2 separate regions of the Sus scrofa genome follow, and region 2 is linked to region 1. The links are chromatin contacts, called in public Hi-C maps. All regions are on one chromosome and are shown on one strand. The core of a region is the stretch at or near the end of the contact, and the rest is flanking DNA. Distances in the headings are between cores, read along the strand shown. Region 1 holds the start of ASF1B (anti-silencing function 1B histone chaperone). Region 2 holds the start of C2H19orf67 (UPF0575 protein C19orf67 homolog).

What was found. Hi-C and Micro-C count contacts between places; a contact is called where the count stands out from the background.
Region 2: a contact with region 1 is called in a Hi-C map of liver, with 1.5 times the contacts expected there. The contact joins the promoter of C2H19orf67 here to the promoter of ASF1B in region 1. A contact is called at or near these places in 2 of 5 promoter capture datasets (fetal liver and liver), 14 of 47 Hi-C or Micro-C datasets (blood, epiblast stem cells, fetal heart ventricle and 7 more) and 2 of 2 datasets of contacts at active chromatin or transcription factors (alveolar macrophages and skeletal muscle).

The regions. Positions count from the first base shown.
Region 1 is chr2:65,059,791-65,065,397 of Sscrofa11.1, forward strand. It overlaps ASF1B (anti-silencing function 1B histone chaperone), which reads left to right and starts at 3,396. Exons shown (of 4, transcript NM_001137625.1): 1 at 3,396-3,595. The coding sequence starts at 3,487.
Region 2 is chr2:65,097,920-65,103,526 of Sscrofa11.1, forward strand. C2H19orf67 (UPF0575 protein C19orf67 homolog) reads left to right here and starts at 3,014. Exons shown (of 6, transcript XM_005661237.3): 1 at 3,014-3,369; 2 at 4,024-4,168; 3 at 4,286-4,386; 4 at 4,474-4,659; 5 at 5,301-5,435. The coding sequence starts at 3,035. It overlaps SAMD1 (atherin), which reads left to right. Exons shown (of 6, transcript XM_003123364.5): 3 at 328-622; 4 at 713-809; 5 at 907-1,018; 6 at 1,148-1,880. The coding sequence ends at 1,306. It overlaps LOC110259335 (a long non-coding RNA gene), which reads right to left. Exons shown (of 3, transcript XR_002341618.1): 2 at 3,326-3,394; 3 at 1,481-2,844.

The DNA.
Region 1 (5,607 bases), core at 2,146-4,645:
TTGAAACCAACATATGGGGAGTTCTTGTTGTAGCTCGGGGGGGGGGGGGGGCCAACCCAACTAGTGACTATGAGGACACAGGTTTGATCCTTGACCTCGCTCAGTGGGTTAAGGGTCTGGCATTGCTGTGAGCTGTGGTGTAGGCTGCAGACATGGCTCAGATCCATTCCTTGGTATGGCTGTGGTGTGGGCCAAGAGCTGCAACTCTGATTTGGCCCCTGGTCTGGGAACTAGTGCGGCTCAAAAAAAAAAAAAACACACACACACATACGTACAGATTCTGCTAAGTGCTCCTAAGATAATAAGGCAGGCTTTTGTAATAAATGAAGGTCTACTTTAGGGTGGTCAGAGAAGGCTTTTTTGGGAGGGACATTTGAGGTAAACCATAAATGATGAAAATGAGACAGCCATGCAGTTATCTCAAGGAAGCACATTCCAGACAGAAGGAACAGCAAGTGCAAAGCCCTGCAGCAGAAATAAGTTTGGTGCTGAATGACCAGGAAATAAAGCCAGCAAAGCCTGAGAGTGGTGACGAGAGAGACTGGCAGATGAGGCTTGAGAGGTCAGCTGAGGCCACTGGGCAGGGCCTCCTAAGCCAGACAAAAGATCTTAAGTTTCATTCTAAGTATGATAAGCCTTTGAAGGTTTTAAGCAGGGTAATGACATGATCTGGTTTACAACTGAAGATTATTCAGTCAGCTGTAGGGAGAAGGCATTATAGACAGGGCCATTTTCTTCAGTAGTACCAGAGACATAATGCTCGTGGATGATGAGCTTTTCAGGGGCTAAGAAAAGGCTGGGGCCAGGGATAAAGAGAAAAAAGCTCCACAATGCAAAAAGAAAACTACAAAGTTGTAATGAATAAATGTTTAATTAAACATCTAGAAAACATAACATCATAACAACTTCATTCATCAAATTTCATATTCATAAGCAACCAAATTACATTTGGAAATAATTTGAAAATTAGATTTTCTCAAGTCACAAAAGTTCCCAAGTATGCCCAAAGACTGCCAAGAAATCACAGCCAATAATAATGTGAATTTTCTTGCAGCTAAATTGTTTCAATGGGGAAAAAGTCCTTGCAATGAAAAAAAAATTTTTTTTTGTTTTAACTTAATGTGAGGTGTAGATACAAATAAATGTCTAGCATCATGAGGCCACAGAGGAGCATGGATAAGAAAAGCTTGGGCTTGAAACAGTACTGTTCAGACTTACATTCTCTTGAGTTTGAACACTGTTCAGAGGACCCTTGGAAAGGTTTCAACTCAGAGAAGACATTTGAGCAGAGATCTGAATAACAAGAAGGCACCAGCCATGCCAAGAGCTGAAAAAGAGGTGGGAGAGTCATGTCAGATTTTTATGGAACAAAAAGAGGGTCAGTTTGGCTGGACTCAAGTTGCGGCTGGGTGGGTAGTAAGAAACAAAGCATGAAGAGTCTTGAAGACAGTACTCTCACACTGAAAACAGAAAACCATTCACATACTAAGCAGAGAGGTGACTGATCCAATTTATTTCAGACCTGCTGCTGTCCAATAACACAGTGGCCACAGAGGATCATGAACATCTGAAATGTGTTTAGTGCCACTGTGAAAAGGAACATTTCATATCACCTAACTTTCATCAACTAACATTTCAATTTAAAACCGACATGAGGAGTTTCCGTCGTGGCGCAGTGGTTAACGAATCCGACTAGTGAACCATGAAGTTGCGGGTTCGGTCCCTGCCCTTGCTCAGTGGGTTAACGAACGATCCGGCATTGCCGTGAGCTGTGGTGTAGGTTGCAGACACGGCTCAGATCCTGCGTTGCTGTGGCTCTGGCGTAGGCCGGTGGCTACAGCTCCGATTAGACCCCTAGCCTGGGAACCTCCATATACCGCGGGAGTGGCCCAAGAAATAGCAAAAAAAAAAGACAAAAAAAAAAAATACAATTAAAAAAATAAATAAAACCGACATGAGATCTAACTCATGGGAAACTTTTAAGCTTGCTGGGAACAGCGTGGGCATATGAGTCTACAATACAGCTGTAAATTTTATGAAATCTAAGCTAATTTTCAGTGAAAATGTAGCGTCCAGATCACAGACGTGTTGTTAAGTAAAATAAAGGATTTCAACAGCTTCGTGCTGAGTAACAAAATGTAAGCTACCTGTGTTGTATTTTTTAATACTGAACATATGCTGAAAAGGTGTTTCAGCTAAATTTTAATATATTTAAGAGTATGTTAAAATTAACTTTTTAAACTTTTTTAAAAAACGTGGTTAACTTCAGAAAAGTGTAAAACTAGGTGCGCTGTCACAGGTGGAAGCAGGGAGTGAGTGCGGATGTCCCTACAGTCTTCCAGACAGGGGGCGACGGCGCTCCAGCCCCAGTGTGGGAGTAAAGTTTCTAGATGTATTATGCAGTCATAAATCCTGCCAGTAAATTTTCATGACCCTGTTCAACGCGCGGGGAAGGGTGGCCTCGAGAGGTAAGTGGAAGAGGCCGGACTCGAACTCTCATTTACAGCGTGTCTACCTGAAACCTCCCCAGAGGCTCTCGAAGGGGAAAAAGCCGGATTCGAACCAAGCCCGACTCCCGCGACCCAGGCCCCCGTGAGCCCCGTTACTGTCACACCGTCTCCCTTCAGGGATGGGTTAAACGTTCACAACGTTCACAACGGACTCCCGGGCCGCTGGGCCTGAAGGGCCAGGAGACCCATAGAGAAACTTCCGGCAACGCTCACCTGCTGAGACTCCAGAGCCGCAAACGCTCTTCCTTTCTCTTCTTACACCCCGCTCAACAGCGCCGGCAGTCGACTTCCGCTCCACTCCTACGAATCCCCCACCGAGTCTTATTTCCTCCCGCCCCCCAAGGTCAACTCAGCCAATAAACTCTCAGAGAATCGGCTTTATTCCCGCCCCACCCCTGCCTGCCAATCACCGCAGGTCAAGCACCGCCCTTCCCGCACTTTAAGAGGGGATTTGGCGAGCGCCGCGCGCCACCAATTGACGGTTGGCGGCGCTGCCCGCGGCTGGAAGCACCTCCCGGAAGGGCGGGGCTAAGTCCGGACAGCGCTAGTGCGGGGACCCTCGGGATTGGCCAAGAAGAGCCCTGCGTTTTGACCCCGCCCACCCCGCCCTTGACATTCGAGTCGGAGACTCTAGGGATTGGTTCCCGGCGGACTCCCAAAGAAGCCAAGAGACTGTCCCGCCTCCCTCCCGCATCCAGAAGAGGGAGCTCCACCGATTGGTCTCGGGAGTCTCGGCGCTTGCCTACCGACGCTCCAGGATTGGCTGGGGGGGCGCTCGCGCCGCCAGGGAGCGTTGACGGTGATTGGCTGGAGGGTGGGGCCGGCTATTTGAAGGAGGCGCGCGAAGAAGATTAGCTCTTCAGACCGCGATCGGAGGAGGCGCGAGCAGTTTTGGGTAACGCTGTTCTGCTGACCTGACAAGACCCAAACGTAGTCTTGGCCCCAGCTCTGGCTTCAGCCTCGGCCCGACGAGGCAATGGCTAAGGTGTCGGTGCTGAACGTGGCTGTTCTGGAGAATCCGAGCCCTTTCCACAGCCCCTTCCGGTTCGAGATCAGCTTCGAGTGCAATGAGGCCCTGACGGACGGTGAGACTGGGCCTGCGTGGAGCGACCCCCCTCCCCTGGGCCGCCCCGACCCTCCCCTTGGAGACAACCCTGTGAAACACCCCCTCTCCCCCAAATCTGATTTCCCGTAAACCAACACCCACCCCCAGCCTTAACCTCCCCTTTGGGAAACTACCCCTTCACCGTACCCCTATGGTTACTCGCGTTTTCCCCCGTGAAAACCTCATTATCCCCCTCTTTTTCCTGTAGCTCTCCTCTTGGGTACCCGTTTTCTAGGTAGAGACCGTCAGCCACCCTGACTTTCCTGTAGCAAGAGACTGCCCCTACCTACCTACTATTTAGGGGCAAGCCGCCATTCCAGCCATTCAGTCCTCCCCACCAAAAGGCTGTCCCCTGTGGTGAGGCACTCCCATCTCACTTTTTTCCTATGGAAACCCCAACCTCCAGCCCCCTCGAATTTCTCCTATGGAAATCCAAGCCCCCTCCCAATTTCCCTATGGAAACCTCAGCACCCTCCCATTTTCCTTATGGAAACCCCAGCTCCCGCCCCTTTCCTATATGGCAACTTCAGCCCCCTGTTCCATTTTCCCAATGAAGACCCTCTCCCCCTGTGACAAGACCTCACTCACCCCCATCTTCCCATCTGTCTTCCCATAATCTCCTCCCTGCTTGCTGATGCTCTACCTGGGGAAGCATGGCCAAACAAGCATAAGTTGGTTCTTACCATTTGCCTGCCAGATTCCTGCTGACTTACTGTAGCAATTCTCCCCCACTTTTGATGGTCTGACCTAATCTGGAGGGTGGGTATGCCAGGCTGAGCCATGAAGGTATCTGGCTTCAATCAGCTCAGAGGTCACAACCTTTTGTGCATCTTTTTCAAGGCGCTTTTATAGATGTACTTATTCATCTGTGTGACAAAGGTGGACATGACTCTCATCTCACAGATGAGAGCATGGGATCCACAAAGAGTAAAACACCTTTTTTGTACTTCTATAAAAATCAAAAAAAAATCTAAGGTCATTCAGAGAGTTTTGGCACCACTTTCGGGAGAAAGTACTCCATTAGACCTCTTCTCCACTTAGTGGTTAAGAGGCAGCGGCTAAGGAGGTGGAGATCTGTGAGGCCAGGGTGTGCTAACTAGCACCTCTCAGTGGTAGGTGTGTGCTTTGCATGCAAATTAGCCACTTGGTCTAGCCTGGAGTTGATAACCCTTTTGATATATGTGTGTGTGTGTGCTTAGACTGGGCCAATGGATCAATCTTCCCTGTTTCTCTCCTTTCTAAATTAAGGAATCTACTTGTGACTATAGTATAAGCCCAGTTAAATCCTTTCTGGAACAAGACAGTGTAAATAAATAAAGTGAAGAATCACCCTGTGGAATAAGATTTCATTTTAAAGCTAGGAGGAGATGTAAGGAGCTAATAGGTTAAGGGATTCACAGAGCCAGATGGCAGAAGATTGAGTTTCAGTATGTCTGTTTGTGATCCTCGGGGTTAAACATGGTTGCATGGTCATTATCTAGTACATTTACTCCTACAAAGTTCCTCTCCTGTTACTTTACTAATCTGTTACTAGAATCAGCACAGGAAAGGCTAAAGTCAACCTGCTGATCATTATCTTTCTTTTTTTTTTTTCTTTTTTAGGACTGCACCCACAGCATATGAAGGTTCCTAAGCTATGGGTCAAATTGGAGCTACAGCTGCCGGCCTACACCACAGCCACAGCAACGATGGATCCAAGCCTCATCTGCGACCTACACCACAGCTCACGGCAACGCCAGATCCTTAACCCACTGAGCTCAGCCAGGGATCAAACCAGCAACCTCATGGTTACTAGTCAGCTTCATTAACCACTGAGCCACACTGGGATCCCCGGTCATTATCTTTTAATAGAGAGAAATGGAATGATTTCTCCAAGGTCACATAGCCAGTTTGTAGAATTATTGACACTAGGTCTTGTCTCTGAGTTCTTTGTCCAAAGTTCTTTATCTTTCTGTAACCAGGGAAAGGCCTCTCCTGTGGAATGTAAATAGG
Region 2 (5,607 bases), core at 1,764-4,263, 38 kb after region 1:
CGGCCCGGGCTTTGCGCTTCTTCCCTGCGGGCTTGGTGCGTGGTGACCTTGGCAAGTGACTTAATCTTACCCAGCCTCAGTTTCTTGCGTCGTAAATTGCAAATTAATAACAGTAGCGACATTTTGGGGTTGTTGAGCGAGTTTAGTGAGATTTGGCCTCTGAGGGCTTTAATAACACAGAACCTGGCATTGAGTGAACGTGTAAAAAGTTAGTCCGTGTTGATATTAAAGGTGGTGGTTAGGCACATCACTCGGTCCTAGATCCTAGGGGTTGGATGTGGGGCCAGAACAGCTACTAATCTTGCGTGCCTGTCTCCCTTGCATCAGAGAGGTGGAGAAGAGCGAGTGCTTGAAAAGGAAGAGGAGGAGGAAGATGATGAAGATGAAGATGATGAAGATGAAGTGTCTGAGGGCTCTGAGGTGCCAGAGGGTGACCGTCCTGCAGGTGCCCAGCACCATCAGCTTAATGGCGAGCGGGGCCCTCAGAGTGCCAAGGAGAGGGTCAAGGAGTGGACACCCTGTGGACCCCACCAGGGCCAGGATGAAGGACGGGGGCCAGCGCCAGGCAGTGGCACCCGCCAGGTGTTCTCCATGGCCACCATGAATAAGGAAGGGGGATCAGGTAAGGACCCCTCTGGGTGAGGGAGGGTGTCAGTTGGGAAGGAACTGATCCCCAAGACAAAACCACAGGCATATGCTTTGTATTTCCCAGCCTCATCTGCCACTGGGCCAGACTCCCCATCCCCCGTGCCTTTGCCCCCAGGAAAACCAGCCCTACCTGGGGCTGATGGGACCCCCTTTGGCTGTCCGTAAGTAGGGGTGTTTGAGACACGGAGGTGCCGCCCAGGTGTGTTAACAGAACCAGAGGAGTGTCACTGCTCACTCATCCCCTCCATTCCAACACAGTTCTGGGCGCAAGGAGAAGCCCTCTGATCCTGTGGAATGGACGGTGACGGATGTGGTAGAGTACTTCACCGAGGCCGGCTTCCCCGAGCAGGCCACAGCTTTCCAAGAGCAGGTGAGTTCCCAATCTTCAACTTAGCTCTGTGAGAGTGTGTTCTAATGCTGCTCTCTGTGAGAGTGTCTTCTAATGCTGCTCTCTGTGAGAGTGTCTTCTAATGCTGCTCTCTCTCTCTGTCCCACCCAGGAAATTGATGGCAAGTCTTTGCTGCTCATGCAGCGCACAGATGTGCTGACTGGCCTGTCCATCCGCCTCGGCCCAGCCCTGAAAATCTACGAGCACCACATCAAGGTGCTGCAACAAGGCCACTTTGAGGATGAAGACCCTGATGGCTTTCTAGGCTGAGCGCCCAGCCTCACCCCTGCCCCAACCCATTCCAGTCCCCACCTCACCCAAGACCCCTAGAGTCCAGGAGCTGGACGGGGTACACCCTCAGCCCTCATGACAGATTCCAGTGAGGGAGCATTCCTCTCAACTCATCTCTTCCCTGTCTCTCCCCAACACATATATCCCTGGCCCCCAGCACATCCTGTACTCCATAATAGAGGAGTGTGGGGTGGGGCAGGGCCTGTTCATTTCACCCCAGGAGGCCAGCCTCTCCCCAAGTCAAGGACATTTTTAGAAGAAAAAAAATGGGGGTTTCGCATCTCCCCTAGATCCTCTTCAGTTCAGCCAGATGTTTCCTATATAAAATGTTTTATTCTGCCTGTTCATTTTGGTGGGTGGCCTTTCCTCCCTCCCCCACCACCCAGGCCCTTCCCCATTCTGTCCTTGGCCTCCAGCCCCTGGGGGCAACTGGGATGGGGTCCCTGGGTTTTTCCTACCCTTCCCCTTTCTGTTTGTTGTCGCTCCAGCTGGCTGTATTGCTTTTTAATATTGCACCGAAGGTTTTTTAAATAAAATTTTAAAAAAAAGAAAAGGAAAAGCCACTGAGTCCATTTTATGAGTCGAGTCATGAAGGGGTGGTGGAGAACTATAGCAGCCTCCTGGAGTCTAGGGTCAGGACAGAATTGTTTGAGGAGAGAGACAGGTAGTGAATGGGGCTGCCCACATAGCTATCATTGTAACTGCTCCAGGAGGGCAGGAATATTGGCTTATTCTGCCATCTCCCCATTCCCAGAACAGTGCGTGGGCACACAGTAGGTGCTGAAATATTTGTTAAATGACTAGCAGTAACTGGCTTCTCACCACAACCCCATTAGGCAAAGTGCATTAAAAGCTCACTATCCAGATAAGCAACTGGCACAGCAGGGACATGCAGGGTGGGATCTGACACCTGTCTGAGTTCTTTACCAGAGTCTAATTAATGTCTTTGGCTTCGTAACTATATATCTGACAATTTTGCATGTTATAAAGAATCCAGCCTACAACTGCTGGGGGCAAGGGTCTGTTCTGGTTCCATAAGTAGGGTCTCCAGGCTTCATGATCCTCTTCATAAAAACAGAAGGGACCAGGCCATCAGATGCAGTCATGGGATGGGAAAATTTTTCCAAGTGATGGTTTTTATTACTGTTAGGAACAGCTACTGCATCACATCACAAGTGCCTACCAAGTTCTAATGCAGTTTCTCAACTTTGTTAGTTTAAATAAATAAAAAATACAGACTCTGGGGCTTGAGAGTCAGCGAGTGGGGTGGGGAGGTCCTCGCTGTCTATACGGGTAACTGGCCCCTGGGCTTTGGACGCGCGGTAGAGATCCGTCCTCTCAAGGAAACCGCCTCGGACTGTTGAAGGCGCTGGCCTTCTGGCCGCCCCCTCGGGACACGGCTGCGCCAGCGGCGGCCCAAGTCGTCTCTCTCTCGGACGCATACTGCCAGATTCCGGGAGCGCGCGTTTGCACGGGCCCCGCGGGCGCGCAGCGCGGGCCGGAGCGGCGCGCCCCTCCTGCGTGTTGAAATTCAAATGAGGCGAACTCCCTCCTCGCGGCGCCGGCAGAGGGTCAAGGCACGGGTGAGTCGGAGAGGGACGCGCTCCCAGCCCAGGCGAGTCCGGGGTATCCTGGGCGGGGTCGAACCCGCGGCCAATGTGGGCAGAGGAGGCTTAAAGAGCTCCGGTCCCCGCCTCCCGCGGCACGATGGCTACCGAGCAGTGGTTCATGGGGCCGCTCCCCGCGGGCTCTGGGGAAACGCCACCTCCAGACGTCTTGGAATCTGGGGCACACCCCTGCGGAGACCCCTCGTGGTCGCCCTCCCCTGGCCGACCTGGGGACCCACCTGAGGTGGAGCCCGAAGACGTCCAGGGGCAGCTGCCCGAGGCCTCCACCTCTACGCCCTCCCCCGAGCCTCTGGCCCCAGGACCCAGGCCCGCCCCTCCTCGCCTACCCTTGGACACCATGTTCAGCCCCATCACCGAACAGTTCCGTTACCTGCTCAAGAAGGCAGATGATTTCCAGAGCTACTTGCTCTACAGGTGATGCTGGACAGGGTCCTAGGTTCTACCCATGGATAAAGGAGACAGAGGAGGGGGTCACAAGATAGGCAACATACAGGAGGTTTGCAAACTCAAAAGCGTTAGGAGCCAGTGGCAGTAAACGAAGCTTAGCTGGTTAAGAATCCAGTTTCGAAGAGTTATGATGGCTGTGTAAAAATTTGGGGTTAGGGAGTGCCTGCTATTCTGTGGACCCCAGGGGTTGTGAAATCCCTAGAACTTTCCAACCATTGGTTTAGGTTTTGAATTCTGGGCAGTCAAAACAAAATCTGTCTGAGCCAGATTTGGCCCGCTGGCTACCAGTTTGAGGCCCGGAAGGATGATAGGATTCCCAGATCAAAAGAAAGAGGACTGTGGTTCTCACAGTCTGATCGCCATTGGAATCCCCTGGGGGGTTGTTTAAACCCTAGATTTCTGGGCTTCACCCAGGGAATGTTGAGTCAAAGTCAATCCTGGGACTCAGGTGTCTGTATTTTTAACAAGTGTTTCAAATGTTTTTCATGCTGGTGGTCTTGGAAGACGCTCAGAGAAAAAAAGGCCTGGCACTGGCGAATCTCAACCTAGGGGTCCAGGCCAGGGATACAGGTGGGGAGGTGGGGTGAGGGACCTCTGGCAAAGGCCCCCTTCTCCCTTCAGCAGGGACCGAGTGCAGAAGGAACAGCTGGCAAAAGCCATGCCCACCTTCTTGCAGATGTGTGAGCCCTACTTCCTATACCTGGAGGCAGCAGCACGGAGTGTGCCCCCCATCTATGGAGCTCTGCAGGAACTGATTCGAAAGGGGGTGCGTGGAGCAGGTTTCTTAGATGCCTTGTCCCGCTCTTCATCCCTCAGGCCTGGGGAATGGGGAGGATGCTCCCAGCAGGCCAGCTAATCTCACTCTGCCTCCTCTTCTATGCAGCTGTTGGAGATCTCCCAACAGTTGACCCTGCGCCTGGAACAGCTGGTCCTCATGTATGCCTCATTTGGTTTTGTGGACCTGGAGGAGACTGACCCCCTAAGGTAAAGGGTAGGAGGTTGGGATTGGAGTCAGGGGTGGAGGAGTCCAGGGCGCACAGCCTCATTCCCCACTCTCCCATCTCCTGCCAGCATCTCCTGTTTCTTCTGTGGGAGATTCTCCATCAGTCCTTCCCACGAGGTATCCATCTTCAGATACTGTGCCCCTGCTGCCTACACTGCCAGCCGCTTCCCCCGATACCTCTATAAGAAGATGCGCTGGAACTTGGAAATCACCCCGGAGCCCAGCAGCCGGGGGCAAGATTCCCATGTGGACTAGTGAGTCCCCTTACCAGAATCAAAGTTCTCTCCTCTCCTCTATGTAGAATGCCAGTATGGGCCTCTAAACTGCACCCCCCCCCCAAAGCGTGGAAAGCCAAACAGGAAATCAGTGACCTTTGAAAGGTCATTCCCACCTTTAAATATATACATATATCCCTATCAAAATAAAAGTACTCATCGTAAAAGGAGGCTGACAGGGAGAAAAAGCCTCAATATCAGGTCATATCCCTACCTGAGAATATGAAGGCAATTTCTTTTTTTACTTTCTTTCTTTCTTTTTTTTTTTTTTTTTTTTTTTTTTTTTTGTCTCTTCAGGGCCACACCCACGGCATATGGAGATTCCTAGGCTAGGGGTTGAATCAGAGCTGTAGCCACAGCCACAGCAACACCAGATCCGGGCCCCATCTGCAACCTTCACCGAAGCTCAGGGCAACACCAGATCATTAACCTACTGAACAAAGCCAGGGATGGGACCTGCGTCCTCATGGATACTAGTCAGATTCGTTTCTTCTGAGCCATGACAGGAACTCCTGAAGGCAACTTCTGATGAGTTTCCACTTTACCTCTGAAATTAAAGCCCTCAAATAGAAGAAACTAGGAAACTGCTCATTTTTAACTGCTGTCGCTTTCCCTCCCAGCTACTTCCTCTGCTATCGAGATACATGGGAAGACACAGGCAAGAGTCCGGCCAGTTCATGCCCCCAGATTCAGAAGCTGTGGTCCATCGGCCGATGGGTGCCCCTAGGACCAGCTGAGGATGACCTTTATTCATGGTAGGAGCTACAACACACTGAGCGTGGGGTCTGGAGGGAGGGGCAGAACCCAACCAAAGACCATCTACTTCCCCCAACAGTGTCTCCTTTGGTAATAATGACAGCATTTATTGTGTCCCAAAAGGTGCTTTATGCAGACTAGTGAAACAACCCGCTAAGGTCTACACTACTA